Linked DNA regions of Zea mays: region 2 is linked to region 1. Evidence: chromatin contacts called from public Hi-C data. All regions are on one chromosome and are shown on one strand. The core of a region is the stretch at or near the end of the contact, and the rest is flanking DNA. Distances in the headings are between cores, read along the strand shown.

Evidence for each region. A called contact is a pair of places that touch in the nucleus more often than the background predicts.
Region 2: a Hi-C map of bundle sheath shows a contact between it and region 1, with 2.1 times the contacts expected there. The contact joins the promoter of LOC103636516 here to the promoter of LOC100501536 in region 1. A contact is called at or near these places in 2 of 25 Hi-C or Micro-C datasets (bundle sheath and ear).

What each region holds. Positions count from the first base shown.
Region 1 is chr8:175,433,396-175,441,022 of Zm-B73-REFERENCE-NAM-5.0, forward strand. LOC100501536 (heat shock protein 1) reads right to left here and starts at 4,534. Exons shown (of 2, transcript NM_001196236.1): 1 at 4,219-4,534; 2 at 1,571-3,435. The coding sequence starts at 4,429. The coding sequence ends at 1,700.
Region 2 is chr8:175,616,755-175,624,381 of Zm-B73-REFERENCE-NAM-5.0, forward strand. It overlaps LOC103636516 (plant-specific domain TIGR01589 family protein expressed), which reads right to left and starts at 3,950. Exons shown (of 2, transcript XM_035961938.1): 1 at 3,404-3,950; 2 at 2,930-3,237. The coding sequence starts at 3,725. The coding sequence ends at 3,089.

The DNA.
Region 1 (7,627 bases), core at 3,284-5,783:
GTTTACAGCTGAGGACGAGCATATTTCGTTGCGGAGCCAAAATATTCGTTTCCAAGAGGCAGATTGTCACACGTGTTCCTTTTTTTGTGTGTAAGCAGAGAAACAAGTAGTAGCGGAGGAGATTGTGGTGCTGAGTGAGCAAGAACATCTATTTGTATAGTTGCAGAAAATGTATGATCTTTTCAGAAACAAAAAAAAAACTTGGGTGAAGATTAGTGTGATTTAAGTCTTTAACTAACCCTCTTTTCAGGGGCGGCGGATTTGGGCCCGGGCCACCTGGCCCGTGGCCCGGGACGCAGCCCAAAAGTCCTCTTGTTTATAGGTTTTTTTCCAGCCAAAAAATCTTGCCTAAAATACATTTCAATCTAAAAATGTGGTCCAAAAGACCTCCTGTTTGTAGCGATTGAGTCTGGCGCTGGCGGCTTCCCTTAGTCGCTCGAGTCACGAGAACACAGACTCTTCCAATTATTTCACAAACCTGTGTGGCTGCGCTTCTTATATTGCCAGCGGCACGACCGCCTCCCTCCAGTACTCTATCATTCTCCACGCCTTTAGGATCCACGGATCCAGCAAGGGCATAAGCCAGCAACCTCCGAGGCGGTCGGGCGGGTTCTGACTCAAGCATCTGCCACCGCCAGTCCGACCTCTGCCAGTCCACCTCTAGCCTCCCTGTGACCCTGCAACAGCAACACGCGCGCGTCCAGCACTGGCACCACGCCACCGCCCATGCAAATCCGCCCCTGTCATTACATCTTCTCCCAAGCTATACAACTTCCTCAACCTTATTCTCTTTTTTTCTTATTCATAGGCGAGGGCGGAGCGTCTCTCTGACCAATGGGCAGCGACTGTCTGCTGCCCTATGCCCGTGATTCTCCTCTATTGTGAGAAATTGTTCTCGAATGTCTGATCCCCTTTCCCTACCTGTCATCGTTTCACTGGATTGTTTTAAATGTTACTACTCGTTCTTAAATATTTATCGTCAGCTAGTTCATTTTTGAACTAAATCGTAAAAAATGAAAAGACAGAGTAGCGCATCTTTATATTTATAGAGTGACCGGGACGTTAATTTTACGGAGTTCCGCCACTGCCTCTTTTTCCACAGTTGTGGTGGCATCGCTGCTCTGAGTTTATTACTTCATCCTAATTATCCAACAGTCCTAATTATCACCTGAACTGTATACTGCTATTTGCCGTAAAGGAACTCTTACATTCCAAATTATAGTCTGTTTTAGCCGGAGGGAGTAACTGCGTGCTCTGCGGCTCTTCGCTCCAGATGAGTTCTGCTGGATTCACGCATCACATGACAATGATAAATATTACTAACATATTTTGTCTCTCAATGGATCAAACATCCAATTTTAGATTAGTTTTCATCACAGAATTTTAGATTAGTTTTCATCACGGAGGCAGTGAGGTGAATCACAAACACTGCTGCATTCGTCTGTCCTGTGCAAATTATGCAGTGCCTCGTATTCACATCATCACTTGCATGACAAGAGTACCTGTTTAACATGAAAAGCAACGATACGAAACAAGGCGACCAACACATGAATTGAAAAAAAACAAATTAGGAACGAAAACTTATTTATTTCTGAGAAGTTCACCACAGGCCGCAGCTATTGCGACCACACCTCACAAACAACCATCAGAGTTCAGGCACTTCACACCTCACCAAACCAAACCTCGAACACTAACCAACTTAATCCACCTCCTCGATCTTGGGACCAGCACCGCTCCCACCAGACGGGGCATCCTCATCCATGCCAGCAGCAGCGCCCATGCCCGCGCCCTCGCCCTGGTACATCTTCGCGATGATGGGGTTGCAGATCCCCTCAAGCTCCTTCATCTTGTCTTCGAACTCCTCCACCTCAGCCAGCTGGTTGCTGTCCAGCCAGCTGATGGCGCCGTCAACGGCATCTTCGATCTTCTTCTTGTCCTCAGCGGGGAGCTTGGAGGCGATCTTGTCGTCCTTGATGGTGTTCCTCATGTTGTAGGCATAATTCTCGAGCGCGTTCTTGGCGTCCACCTTCTTCTTGACCTCCTCGTCCTCTGCCTTGTACTTCTCAGCCTCCTGCACCATCTTCTCGATCTCCTCCTTGCTAAGCCGGCCCTTGTCGTTGGTGATCGTGATCTTGTTCTTCTGGCCGGTGGTCTTGTCCTCGGCAGAGACGTTGAGGATGCCGTTGGCATCGATGTCGAAGGTAACCGTGATCTGGGGCACGCCGCGGGGAGCAGGAGGGATGCCGGAGAGTTCGAACTTGCCGAGGAGGTTGTTGTCCTTGGTCCTCGCGCGCTCACCCTCGTACACCTGGATCAGGACGCCCGGCTGGTTGTCGGAGTACGTGGAGAAGACCTGCTCCTTCTTGGTCGGGATGGTGGTGTTCCTCGGGATCAGCACCGTCATGACGCCACCTGCAGTCTCCAGGCCGAGAGACAGTGGCGTGACGTCGAGCAGGAGCAGATCTTGTACCTTTTCGTTGCCCTCGCCGCTGAGGATGGCAGCCTGGACAGCGGCGCCGTACGCCACAGCCTCGTCGGGGTTGATGCTCTTGCACAATTCCTTTCCGTTGAAGAAGTCCTGCAGCAGCTGCTGCACCTTGGGGATGCGGGTGGAGCCACCGACGAGCACGACGTCGTGCACGCTGCTCTTGTCCATCTTGGCGTCGCGCAAGCACTTCTCCACAGGTTCCATGCACTTCCGGAACAAGTCCATATTGAGCTCCTCGAAGCGAGCCCTGGTGATCGTGGAGTAGAAATCGATGCCCTCGAACAGGGAGTCGATCTCAATGGTCGTCTGGGCAGTCGATGACAGCGTGCGCTTGGCGCGCTCGCACGCCGTGCGCAGCCGGCGCAGTGCACGGGGGTTGCCGCTTATGTCCTTCTTATTCTTGCGCTTGAACTCTTGGACGAAGTGGTTCACCATGCGATTGTCGAAGTCCTCGCCGCCAAGGTGAGTGTCGCCCGCAGTGGCCTTCACCTCGAAGATGCCCTCCTCGATGGTGAGGAGCGACACATCAAACGTGCCACCACCAAGGTCGAAGATGAGCACGTTCTTCTCGCCGGAGCTGGTGGCCTTCTTGTCAAGACCGTAGGCAATAGCAGCAGCAGTGGGCTCGTTGATGATACGCATCACATTGAGGCCCGCAATGACACCGGCGTCCTTGGTGGCCTGCCTCTGCGAGTCGTTGAAATAGGCCGGCACTGTCACCACTGCGTTCTTGATGGTGGAACCAAGGTAGGCTTCAGCAATCTCCTTCATCTTGATGAGGACCATGGAGGAGATCTCCTCAGCAGCAAACTGCTTCTCCTCGCCCTTGTAGTTGACTACAATCATGGGTTTGTCACCAGGCCCTGGGATGACCTTGAACGGCCATAGCTTCATGTCACTCTGCACTGACGGGTCAGAGAACCTCCTGCCGATCAACCGCTTGGCATCTGCATTACAATGAAATGAGCAAAGACTATGTGAGTAACACTGGTCAACACTAGGGAGAAGGCATCGAGCAAGATACGTATGTAAAGAGAAGCAATATAGTGTCAGTTGGTAGATACTAGATACCATCAGGAGGTAAGGAGAGCAACAAAAAGGAAACTCTTTATTTTTAAATTTTGTTACAACAAACAAGCAGATCAATGCATCAAAATACTGTCAGTACTTATTTCTTCAGACAACAATATTTAAAACAAGTGCATCTGATCTTGACTTATGGTCACAATAAAGGAGCAGAGATAAACATCAAAATTTCGTCATTTATATTTATTCCTTCAGGCGTTAACAATTTAACAGCACACAAACAAAAACAGAATAGGAATATCTAATTTTGGCAAATAATAAGCTCTGCAGACGAACAAATTATTATAGTATCGCCTATAATATGAATCCCTATACTATTGACCCATGTAGTATGAAGCCTGTGCCTAAATTAACAGCAAACTTCTGAATCCAAGTGCCCTATAACACCAACATGTGCTTAAATAAATACCGCTAAGCACCAAATTACACATTTCTCGTATTGCTGTGTAGGTTCTATCTTCGTTTCGTACTACCATGTCCCTATATTTTGCTGCTACAAAGGACGGCAAGTAATCAGCACAGGCAGAACACGATTTCAGAGTGTAATTCTAGATCCAGCTAAACCACTCTCAGCAATCACCACACAAGAGAGCATTCAGAGAAACGTGGCAGTAACAAAGGCAGAGGGCGGAGTGAGCGCGTACCGAAGACGGTGTTGGTGGGGTTCATGGCGACCTGGTTCTTGGCAGCGTCGCCGATGAGCCGCTCGGTGTCGGTGAAGCCGACATAGGACGGCGTGGTGCGGTTCCCCTGGTCGTTGGCGATGATCTCCACCCGGTCGTGCTGCCACACGCCGACGCACGAGTAGGTGGTGCCGAGGTCGATCCCGATCGCCGGACCCTCGCTCTTCGCCATTGCCACTAGAAACGCTCTCTCGAACGAAAGGAGGAACCAAAACTAGTAGGGGTGGTCGAGATCTAGAGAAATCGCAGAGAATTCGGATTGCTTGCTTCGCTTTTGCAATGATGGTTGAGGAAGGGAGGAGGCTGTGCGTGGGGTTTTATCGGGGGTGACGTGGTTTCGAGAACGTTCGAGCCCGGCAGAGACCGACCGTTGGATCCAGAACGAAGGGGCGTTCGAGAAGGGTCTGGAGGGGAGGAAGACGGGCAAATAGGGACGTGACGTGACGAGCAGGCACGCACAGGTCGGCGAACACAACCCCCGGACTGGGGCGCTGGGGCCTGGGCCCTTTTGGTCGCGCGTTGTCTGGTGCTTTCCACTGTGTTCTAGACTTTTGTAGTCGATGGCTCTATGGCAGTGGACAAAATGTACTCATCTAGTTTGGCAACCAGCTTGTTCGATTACGTCTAAATTAAAGAGAATTGGAGAGAACTTAATCTCTCTCAAATTAAAATTAAATAAAAAAGATTTAATCATTCTGAACTTTCTCAGATTCATACGCATTCAAACAAGGACTTAAACGTTGCGTACAGCCTTTACTATCGATTTATAGTTTTCTCAGCGCAGCAACTTCTCTTTACAGAATTTTATTTAAAATAAAACTCGACATTTCATGAAAAAACATCCAATCACATAATTAAGCAAAAAATACAATTCAAACAGATTATAAAAACATTTCAAAAATAAATTTTACGTATAAACCTGATATAGTACTATTCTTCATAGCCGTCGTCCACTCCCACATCTTCCATGTTTTTTATCATCTAATTTAAATTATTTGATCAACCTTTTCAAGACAAACTTATGGGCTCTTTTTATATCATCGTACATATCGAATTATCGATGGTGGAACGATCTAGCAACTGAATTGCTCAAACAGTTTTAATTGAATCACGGCTTACCTTGTACAGTGCTGCTACTTGTTACTGATCTCTTTTCTTTTACGTTGAGCACGTGCACTATCATGCACAATAGGGCGTGTTAGGACAACAGTGACAACTGAAATAGAGCTATAATCAACATCCAAATTGAGATGGAATCCATCGTCGTCTCCGAGTGTAGTACCCAAGATTTGTGGAAATATGTGATTTCGTTTAATTTTATATTTATAAGTATTATGTGCTTGAACAGACTAGACAACATAATAGTTAATAAAAATTGAAATAGAACTTGAATCCATGTTGTTTTTATGTTGTATTTAATTGTGCTTAAGTTAAAAAAAACTAGAATTTGAATCAAGTTGAAACGTGAAAAACAATAGGAGATAGAAAACCGAAATAAAACCTAGCATCACGTGGAACTTTCGATTTTTGCCTCCAATATGAATTTAAACCCAAACCTCGTATTCAAAATCAATTGGAAGTTTGAAACTGAGATTTTAAACAGAAAAAAGAAAAAAAAAGTGATTACATAATTGAAAGTTGCCTATAGAGGGTGAATAGACAAGCGAAAACTTTTTTAACAAAAACTAGAAACGAACTAGGTAAAACCGGTTCAACCGGTTTGCACGAGCTCAACTAAAGAATGAGATATAAAACTAAATTGATCTCGAAATTCACCCAGTTAACTTAAAAAATAAAATGTTCTAGATGATCCATAGGGTTCAAAGTAGTAGATCTGAGAAGGACACTTCTCAAAATCCACACACCAAAAAGATATGAACAAATCTTCCACGGAATGGTGAGAGAACGAGGAACACGAACAAACACAATGAACAAGAACACAAGAGACACAAGATTTATCCTGAGGTTCGGTCACACACAAAAGGTGCCCTACTTCCTCGTTGAGGCGCCCACAAAGAGCTGGATCTCTTTCAACCCTAATTCCCGCTTCGCCGACCACAAAGGTCAAGCCCGCACACTAATCTTTGCTCAAACAAACGGGTAATACAAACTTTATTGTGGTCTTCCACAAGATTTGGAGACTCACAAGAGGCACCTACATAGTGTTTGGATGGAGGGACGAGGAAGGATGAAGAGGGATGTGATGAGATCATTCTAACTTAACCCGCGTTTGGTTTGGAGGTCCAAAGTTATGGTCAAGTAATATTCTTAAAAAATGATGGATGAGGCCATCCCTCAAAAAATAAGGGACGGGGTCAGCCCAGGGTTGATCCCGTTCCATCCCTCCTTGACACTGAACCAAACACTGCCCTAGTCGTTTAGAAGCTAGAAGCTCCAAGAGTAACGAGTCCACAAAGAACTCAATGTAGTACTAAAGCTCGAATGGAGAAGAGCAAGAGGGATTTAGAGATGAAAAACAAAAAAACCGCATCTCTCAAACTCACTCAAAGATTTCTCTTCAAACATTTGAAATGGGAGAGGCAAGAGATGTGTGAGAGAGAGTGGAAGGTGTTTCTCAGGTTAGAAATGGAGTTCAAGTCGTGCTCTTGTGTGGGGAGAGAGGTAGGAGTGAGTATATATAGGTGGGCCATCAAAACTAGCCATTAGGATGAATTTCCCTGGTTTGACTATCAGCCTGTCTGCCAGTCTGACTGGCAGACTGCTGCACAGTCTGGTCAGTGTGACAGAGACCGGTTGAACCGCCCTGGGGAGGCGATTGAATCGCCCTGGCAGACTGCTAGACAGTCTGAGCAGAGGAGTCAGAGACCGGTTGAACTGCCCATGGTGACCAGTTCAACTGGTTTTGACCAAAAGGTTTAGGAGAGAAAACCCCACTTCAACTGCCCCAGAGGCAGGTTCAACTGGTGTATGGTCAGAGAGGATCACAATTGAAGTTCAATTGCAGTTGAGAAAGCTCAACTGTAGCTGAAAAAGCTCAACTGCAGTTGAAGAAGTTCAACTCAGCTGAAGTTCAACTCAGCTAAAGTTCAACTCAGTTGAAAAAGCTCAACTACAACTGAAGAAGCTCAACTCAACTCAACTGAAATTTAATTGAGCTGAAAAAGGTCAACTACATCTGAAGAAGTTCAATTGTTTTTCAATAGGAACACTCTCAGTTTCTCAATCCTAACAACAGTCATACACAGAGTGTCCATGGGATTTTGGTTTTTTGAAATAGCTTTTGAATATAGAGGCTTGAGCTTTGGCAAACACCAGCCTTCTATTTGGATCCCCTTAATAGTACGACGATTTCTATACTCAAGTTAAATAAAATATAATTAAGTAAACTCCTTGAGTAATTGGTGTCTCA
Region 2 (7,627 bases), core at 2,700-5,199, 180 kb after region 1:
GATGACGTCTAATATATCCATCTCTAAAAATCACTATTAAACCTGCAGTGGACTATATTATTAGCCTTACTTTTATTAAACTTGCTCTAAGCTCTGCTCTAGGAAGATACCCGACGAGCGTGCAACAACGTGCTCTCTCATCTCGTGCAATCTACATAGCCGCTGCACGCTAGGGCCCAAGGAGAAGCCTGAACCCCTAGTAAGGCCATCTTGAGCGGACTCCTATTTAATACTCACTCTATTCTTTTTTATTTATCACGGTTTAGTTTAAAAAAACTAACAAACGATAAATATTCGAGAATAGAGTTATTAGTACCATATTTTATATTTTATCTTAAACTTTATCATACAAACATTATCAAACAGCATCATCTATACTTCCGCCTCCTCAATTTTACACGATCCGCCGAAGACAGCATAACCTCTACAGTCCACACCTTCAGTAATGGCATGCTACCATTGCTCGCGGCGCCCTGACAACCATAACCCGCTGAGGCTAGGGGTGGTAATGACCTCTAAATTTTACACTATAAAATTTAAGCATCGGATTAAATTACGATCAGACTCTATTTCTATTCATTTTTAACTAAAATTAATTAAGGGCTCAAATAAATTGTGAAGAAACGTTTAGATCGTGATTCATTACCACCCCTAGCTAAGACTAACTACAACTATCCTCTCTAAATTTCCCTCTCATCCCATTTTTGCATCATGTCACCCAGATTCCACCCCCTACTCTTCCTTTTTCTCGTAGTGGTTCCCTCTAAACTCTCCCCTTATAACCCAATACAACCGAAAATATCATTTCTCATACCTACCGATCATACAAAAGGGCTTATCCGACTCTCTTTTGTCATTTCCTCTCCCCTAAAATAGGAGAAGCTATGTTTTCAACTAGATGGGGTGCTCCTTAAGAGCTAGAGCTAAAGCAAGTGATGCAAGAGCCTACCAAAATGGATTATAGTGGTGACACCATATTGAGGGGGGCCTCGTTTAGAGAGCCAGGTAGGGACTGCTGGGGCCTGGGGCTGCCGCTGCTCCATTCGGTAGGACACTATAGGCGGGTGATTTGGTGACAAAGGAATCACAGACGATTAGTGAAGATTGAGAGAGAAATTATTTCATTTTCTTCTTAAACTACTCTATTTCCCGTGGTCACCATATCAGCTATTGGGACTTGGGAGAGGGGGTCACCAAATCAGCTATAGGGAGAGGGGAGGGAAGGGACTGTGGTTGCAGCCAAACGCCCCCTCGCGCATGCAATACTCCATTAGGGCTTGTTCGCTTTGGAGTGGATTGAGGGGGATTGGAGGGGATTAAATCCCCTCCTATACAAAATTTGTATAGGAGGGGATTTAATCCCCTCCAATCCCCCTCAATCCACTCCAAAGCGAACAAGCCCTTATCTGACCAATGACCGAGATTATACCTGGTGAAACCATTATTCTCCGACCAATGGTGGACCCTTGAATGAGGCCCGTGGCCATAGTCCACTATCGGCCCAACGTTTCCAACCACCATGATTTTTTAGAAAGGCAACCTGACTTTGGATGTGTTCATTTTATTATATTTTAGTCTCTGGATTTATAAAAATTAAAACTATATTTTAGTTACTGATATTTTAGTTGACTTAAAAATTTTCAACTTGTCATTATCTCATATCTACCTGTTTCCTAGTGCTGGACCATGGCCCAAGTATTCGAACCTTAGCAGGCTGGGCCGATATCTGGCATGGACACTTAAGTAGCTGAATGCTTTAGACGGGAATGAAAAGAGCCGATCCTATTTGGCTTCTCTAGTATTTAGCTGAATCCACATGTATTAAGCTGAATTGCACTCTAATCTATCTCAATACACATGAATTGGAGTGAATATTAGAGTACACAAACAAAGCTTAAAGTCTGCCAGGGCTACTGTCCGCCTGGGCCTAAAGTGAGCCGGGCGATGATAATCTTAAGATTCTGCAGATGCACTGAACATTTTTTTGTTTTTCTTTCATCAGAGGGCCGGGTTGAACAGTTGATGCACGCACGTGCTATAAGACAAGACGCAGATCCGGCCAACCCACCGACCCATTCATTCTACCGGAGTTGGTGACCTACTACACCCGAGTCGATCGGTTTGTTTGTACACATGCGTGGGTAGCTAGTGTCGTCGTCCCCTGCAGGCTGCTGTTGGAAATACAGGGCAGCAGTAGTAGTTGCCCATGTCCTGCTCCAATACAGAAAAGTGATCGACTCTGTCTCTTAGCTAGCTAGCATGAGAAGCATGGCATGGCAAACCCGCAGCAGCCAACGATGCGAGCGCCACCCGCCAGCTCTCGCATCCGTTGCTTCTCTTCTCGCCTAGCTATAGTTGCCCATGCTGATCGCAGAAGACGTTGCCTACATGCTAAATACACCATCTAGCTAGCGTAGTCGTCGCTCGTCGAGTCGAGAGCACTATCCTCCACTCCTCCTGTCGCCGTCGCCGGCCAGAGACAGAGAGAGACCGACGACTTGGTTTTGCATAGAGGAGTTTAAAATAGCCAGTGCGCGATAAAGATACACTGTTTAAAGAGAGGAGTTCAAAATACAGAGTGAGATAAAGGAGTACGATGAGTGTGCTGAAGATAGTCATCCCCGTGGCCCGCCTGTCTGTTCGATCGATCGCCAGAGAGCACGTACGGCGAGGCCATCTATCGACCACCATGCACCGGGACAGGAACGGCCTCTTTCTTCTGACAGTAACCAGCAGTGTCTTTCACACGAACACGCACGGGAGTACACGTCCTAGCTTGACGGACATTAGCCCGCCACGTACGTGCGGAGAGCCCACATGATATGCATGCAACACAACACAACACCTACACCCTGCTTGATTGATACACCTGCGGTACGGCACTGCCTGTAGCTAGATCGAGAATCTTCGATCCTCTGGAAGTGCTACGAGATTTAATCAATAATCTATATATCTACTCATGATACACATGACCATGCAGGCTAGCTCCCCTGCCTGCGTACTTATAACACACATAATTACACTGGCGACGCTCTCGATATATATGTACCTGCAAGGCCATGCATGTGAGCGAGCGCGACAGATCTGTCTAATCGTCGTCGTCGTCTGAGCTCTTGGAAGCAGACGAAGGCTGTTCCTGTCCATCGGATGGATTCTTCTGCAGCGCCGACTCTTGTCCCAGATACTTCTTGTACGTCTCGAAGAACTCCCTGTTCTCCTTCTCCAGCTCCTTCCACACTGCTATAGCAGCATGTATAGTATAATAATGCCAAGAAGAGGTCAATGAGATCGATACGATCGAGTCGACTAGTAGTAGCTTTAATTTGGCGTGGACGACAACTTAACTACTCTTGAAATAATCTCGATTAATCGCTTGCTTGCAAGAGTGCCGCCTACGGCCTACCTGTGGATGTGATGACGGGCATCACTTTGGCGTGCTTCTCCAACGTCTCCATGCACTCCTCCTTGTTCAGCTTGTAGCAGATGCACTTCTCGATCAGATGCTGCACCTGGACATCAAACCCCTTGCATCCATCATTCACCATGCATGCATGCATTTGCATTTTCCAGTCCAACACAAGGCCATCGGGTCGTATACTCGTATGTATCTCAACGAGCGCGGCGGCGGCAGATCGTAGGTCCGCCCGCGCTGCCGCGCATGCACTTATTACCAGTCTGACGTACGAAGCCGCCGGTGACGAGGAGGCGGCGTCGTCGTCGTCCATGGTCGCCGCCTACGCCGAGAGAGACCGGCCGGCCGGGCCCCGCTGTGTGTCGTCGTCTATACGGCCGGGTCGGAGACGAAGCGCTAGCTAGCTTCTCTGACGGAAGCCGCCGGACGTACGTGTGGTATCTTCTAGACCTACTGGAGAGCTCGGTGATCCCGGGGACGCGGATGGATAGATGGATGGATGAAGAGGCGGACGTGCTACCGGTGGGGAGCGCGACGAGTAGCGCCGGCGGGGAGGTAGAAATAGCGGCGCGGGGGGAGAGGGACATGTGGGCGCGATCGGCGCATGTCAGGGAGTGGGGGCGAGCCGCGCACGTGGGTGCCGCCTCGCGATTCGCCGAGAGGCCGGGGAGGGGATTGTTTCGGGGGCCACGGCGCCTCGCCTTACCCTGCTTCCTTTTTCGTTTTTGGTGAAACTCTGTTGCCATCCTCCGCCGTTCCTTTCAGCCGATCACGGACGGCGTCCACTTCAGGACCGTCGGATCTCCGCACTGCAGATTGCTTCACACTAGGCGACGAAGTTAATTTTGAGCGTGCGCGACGGGAAAAAAACTACCTGTTCTGTCTGATTTTTGAAAACGAAAAAATGGGGGAAGTCCTTTCCCCCCCCTGATTCCTGGGATAACAGAACCGTTTATATAACTTTATAGTAGTACATCGCTGTAAATTTAGCAAATTTGAGCTGACAGCTCCATCGGCTTCAGTATAAAAACAAGTTTACTCCATAAAAAGCTAGTGAAACGGTTCAGATCCATTTTTTGTGGGGTTTCTCGAGACGTGCTCCACCAACTTAAGTTCGGTAAAATTAGGAAAAATTTGACCGTCATTCCCACTCAATACACAAACATATCAGTACATTATTTCATTTCTTTATTTCCTCGAAATTGTTTCTTCTTCCATGCTGCCCCTCCCCCAGCCTATCGCGTCGGCCGCGCAACAAAAGGCTAAAAAAAGAAAATAGTCACCTAGCTTGGCACACAAAAGTTCACAAAGCGCAAATACCTTCTAGTGAGTTGCTTATAAACATGGTTTTGAAATTGGATAGGAGTGGTATGGGCTGCCAACTTTTTATAGAAAAGAAAGAACAACCACAAAACAAAGGCCCTAAGCCAAAATAAGCGCTTTTAGAGTGGAAAATAGGGACACTTGCCCACAAATGCAAAGCCACACCACCAACCCCAACCATTACCTAAACACTCAGGGCCATTAACTTCAATGCTCACTATTTGATTAGAAAATATTCAACTCGCGATATTGATGTCATTAGATAATTGATAGTGGATGTACCCAACATTTGACCAATGACCCTCGAATGTTTACCTTACTCAATAAAGAAATGGATGATTAAGAGAAGATAACCTTTGGGGATAATTGAAGGAGCAAAGTAAAATGGTTGAGCAAAGTGGCAATCTCCAATAGTAACTCAATATCAAATGTCCTCTTGGTTGCATCACTTAGTTTGAACTTACTATATGTTGGTCAATTGTGTGGTAATGGCTACCAATGCCTATTCAAGGAGAACGGGAATGTTGTATCTAGAAAGGATGATAACCGGGTCACTGCAACAATCTATATTTAGTGGACTTCATTCGGATGATGCAAACTTAAAGACATGTCTATTCACCAAAACTTCACTTGGGTGGTTTGGGCATAGAAGGCTAGCTCGTGTTTGACTGGGTACGCTCAAGAAACTATTTAAGAAAGAAACGGTTAGAGGTCTGAAGGATGTTCTGTCTGAGAAAGACAAGCTTTGAATTTCATGCCAAGTCGACAAAAAAGTTGCAAATATGCATCCTATAAAAGCATTCATGTCAGCATCTAGCCCGCTAGAGCTTCTGCACGCGGAATTGTTTGATCCAACATCATATTCAAGTGTAGGTGGCAACCTATATTGTTTGGTGATTGTGGTTGATTATTGAAGGTATTACCCTTTTGCAGTAAAGAAATAATGTAGAAACCTTTCCTTTTGTAGTTTACAACTAACTTTTAGAAGGAAAGCACAGGGAAAAAGGGGAAAGAATCGGCTCTAAACTCTTTGTTTCTCTCTTACTATGTAAGATCGAGTTAGTTTTGTATGTTTTTCCTGTATTTCATCCAAATAACATACTCCAATACAATATGATAATATCTATCACTATCGAAATCTGGCTCTTTGCAGAGTGCCAAATGATTTGCCGAGTGTTTTTTCGGGCACTCGGCATTCTTTGCCGAGTGCCAAACAAAAAACACTCGGCAAAAAGTGTCTTTGCCGAGTGTTTTTTCGGGCACTCGACATTCTTTGTCGAGTGCCAAACAAAAAAAACACTCGGCAAAAAGTGTCTTTGTCGAGTGTTTTATTTTTAACCCTAGGGAAAGACAATTTAAAAATCACATTTTGAAGGAGTAAATTAAATCAATGAAAAAAAATTCAACTACAAATTTATATAATTCATCAAGATGTACTATTTATATTTTGGTCATTTCTTCATATGATAAATACTACAGGAGAGATGTATAATATTTGTGAATAATGTTAGAACCAACATGTGTGACGAATAAATGACCAAACAACCAAAAATAAACTTTTTGAGAAGTTATAGAACTTTATAGTTGGGAACCTTTTGATTTGAAGTCATCTTATCAACAAAAACTACGTCTGAATTTTAAAATTTTAAAATTCAAATTTTCGAAACGATATCAAAAGAAAAAAACCACCAAAATGAAAAGTTGTAGGTGTTAAAAAGCAATGAAATTTTGTGGTTGACAACATTTTGGTTTGAAATCATATTGTCATGCAAAACTTTGGTTGAATTTTAAAATTTGAATGTTTGAAACGACCTCGGAAGGAAAAACTACCAAAATAAAAGTTGTAGGTATTGAAATGCTATGAAACTTTATAGTCGACAATTTTTTTAAAAAAAAATTTGAAACATTCTTGTCATAGAGAAATATGTTTGAAGTTTTCAATTTTGAAATTCAAATTTTATAAACGACCTCGGATGTAGAAACTATCAATATGAAAGTTGTAGATCTTGAAAAGCTATGCAGCTTTACAGTTGACAATATTTTCATTTGAATTCATTTAGTGCCTCAAATAATTAATTTGCTATCGGTTTGTTATAATAAACGAGGAAGGAAAACACAACATAGACACAAGTGATATAGTGATAGACAAGGTTACGCGCGAAAAAGAGGTTGTGAGTTTGAATCTCACCGAACCGATCACAAAAACATGTAAATTCAGCTAAAAATGGTGAAAATAATAGGACCATGGGTTGAGGTTGTTTCTCTAAAAAGAATATTTTATTGTTGTTTTTTTATGATTCTTAATTGCGGAGTATTTTGTGCCGAAAAAATACACGGCTAAGAACCAATTTATCAAGCGTAACATTTGACAAAGTTTGTCTTTAAAATAGTAGTATTGTACGTTGCAAACAGGGCCAGAATAAGGATTGGTGTCGTACACGGTATGGCCAGCCACAGCCCACAGGAAAGGACGTTTGTCTCTGATGCGCGCTCGCTGCTCATACAGTCAGTCATTAGTACTACGGTACTACCGTTGAGCGGGGTACAGAGCCTGCCTGCCCCGGACAAAAAAAAAAAAAAAAATGGCGAACGGAGCTTCGTCTCGTCCGCTCCTGGAACATGGGAACCGCGGCCGGGTGGCGCGGCTTTTTGTTCGCGCCCACTCTGTGTCATCGGCCCTTGATCCTGAGATCTCCCGCGCACGCGCGTGGCGCCTCGCCATTGGTCGGACAAATTGCGTCCGTGCATATAATTGGACGACTCACCCACACACCACACCGGCCGCGCTGTACGACTAGTGCTGTCAATTGGGCCGGGCTAGGTCAGTCCAGTGCATGCTCATCGTGCTTCGTGCCAAACGAGTTCGAGCAAACAAAGCTCAAAAGATTTTTG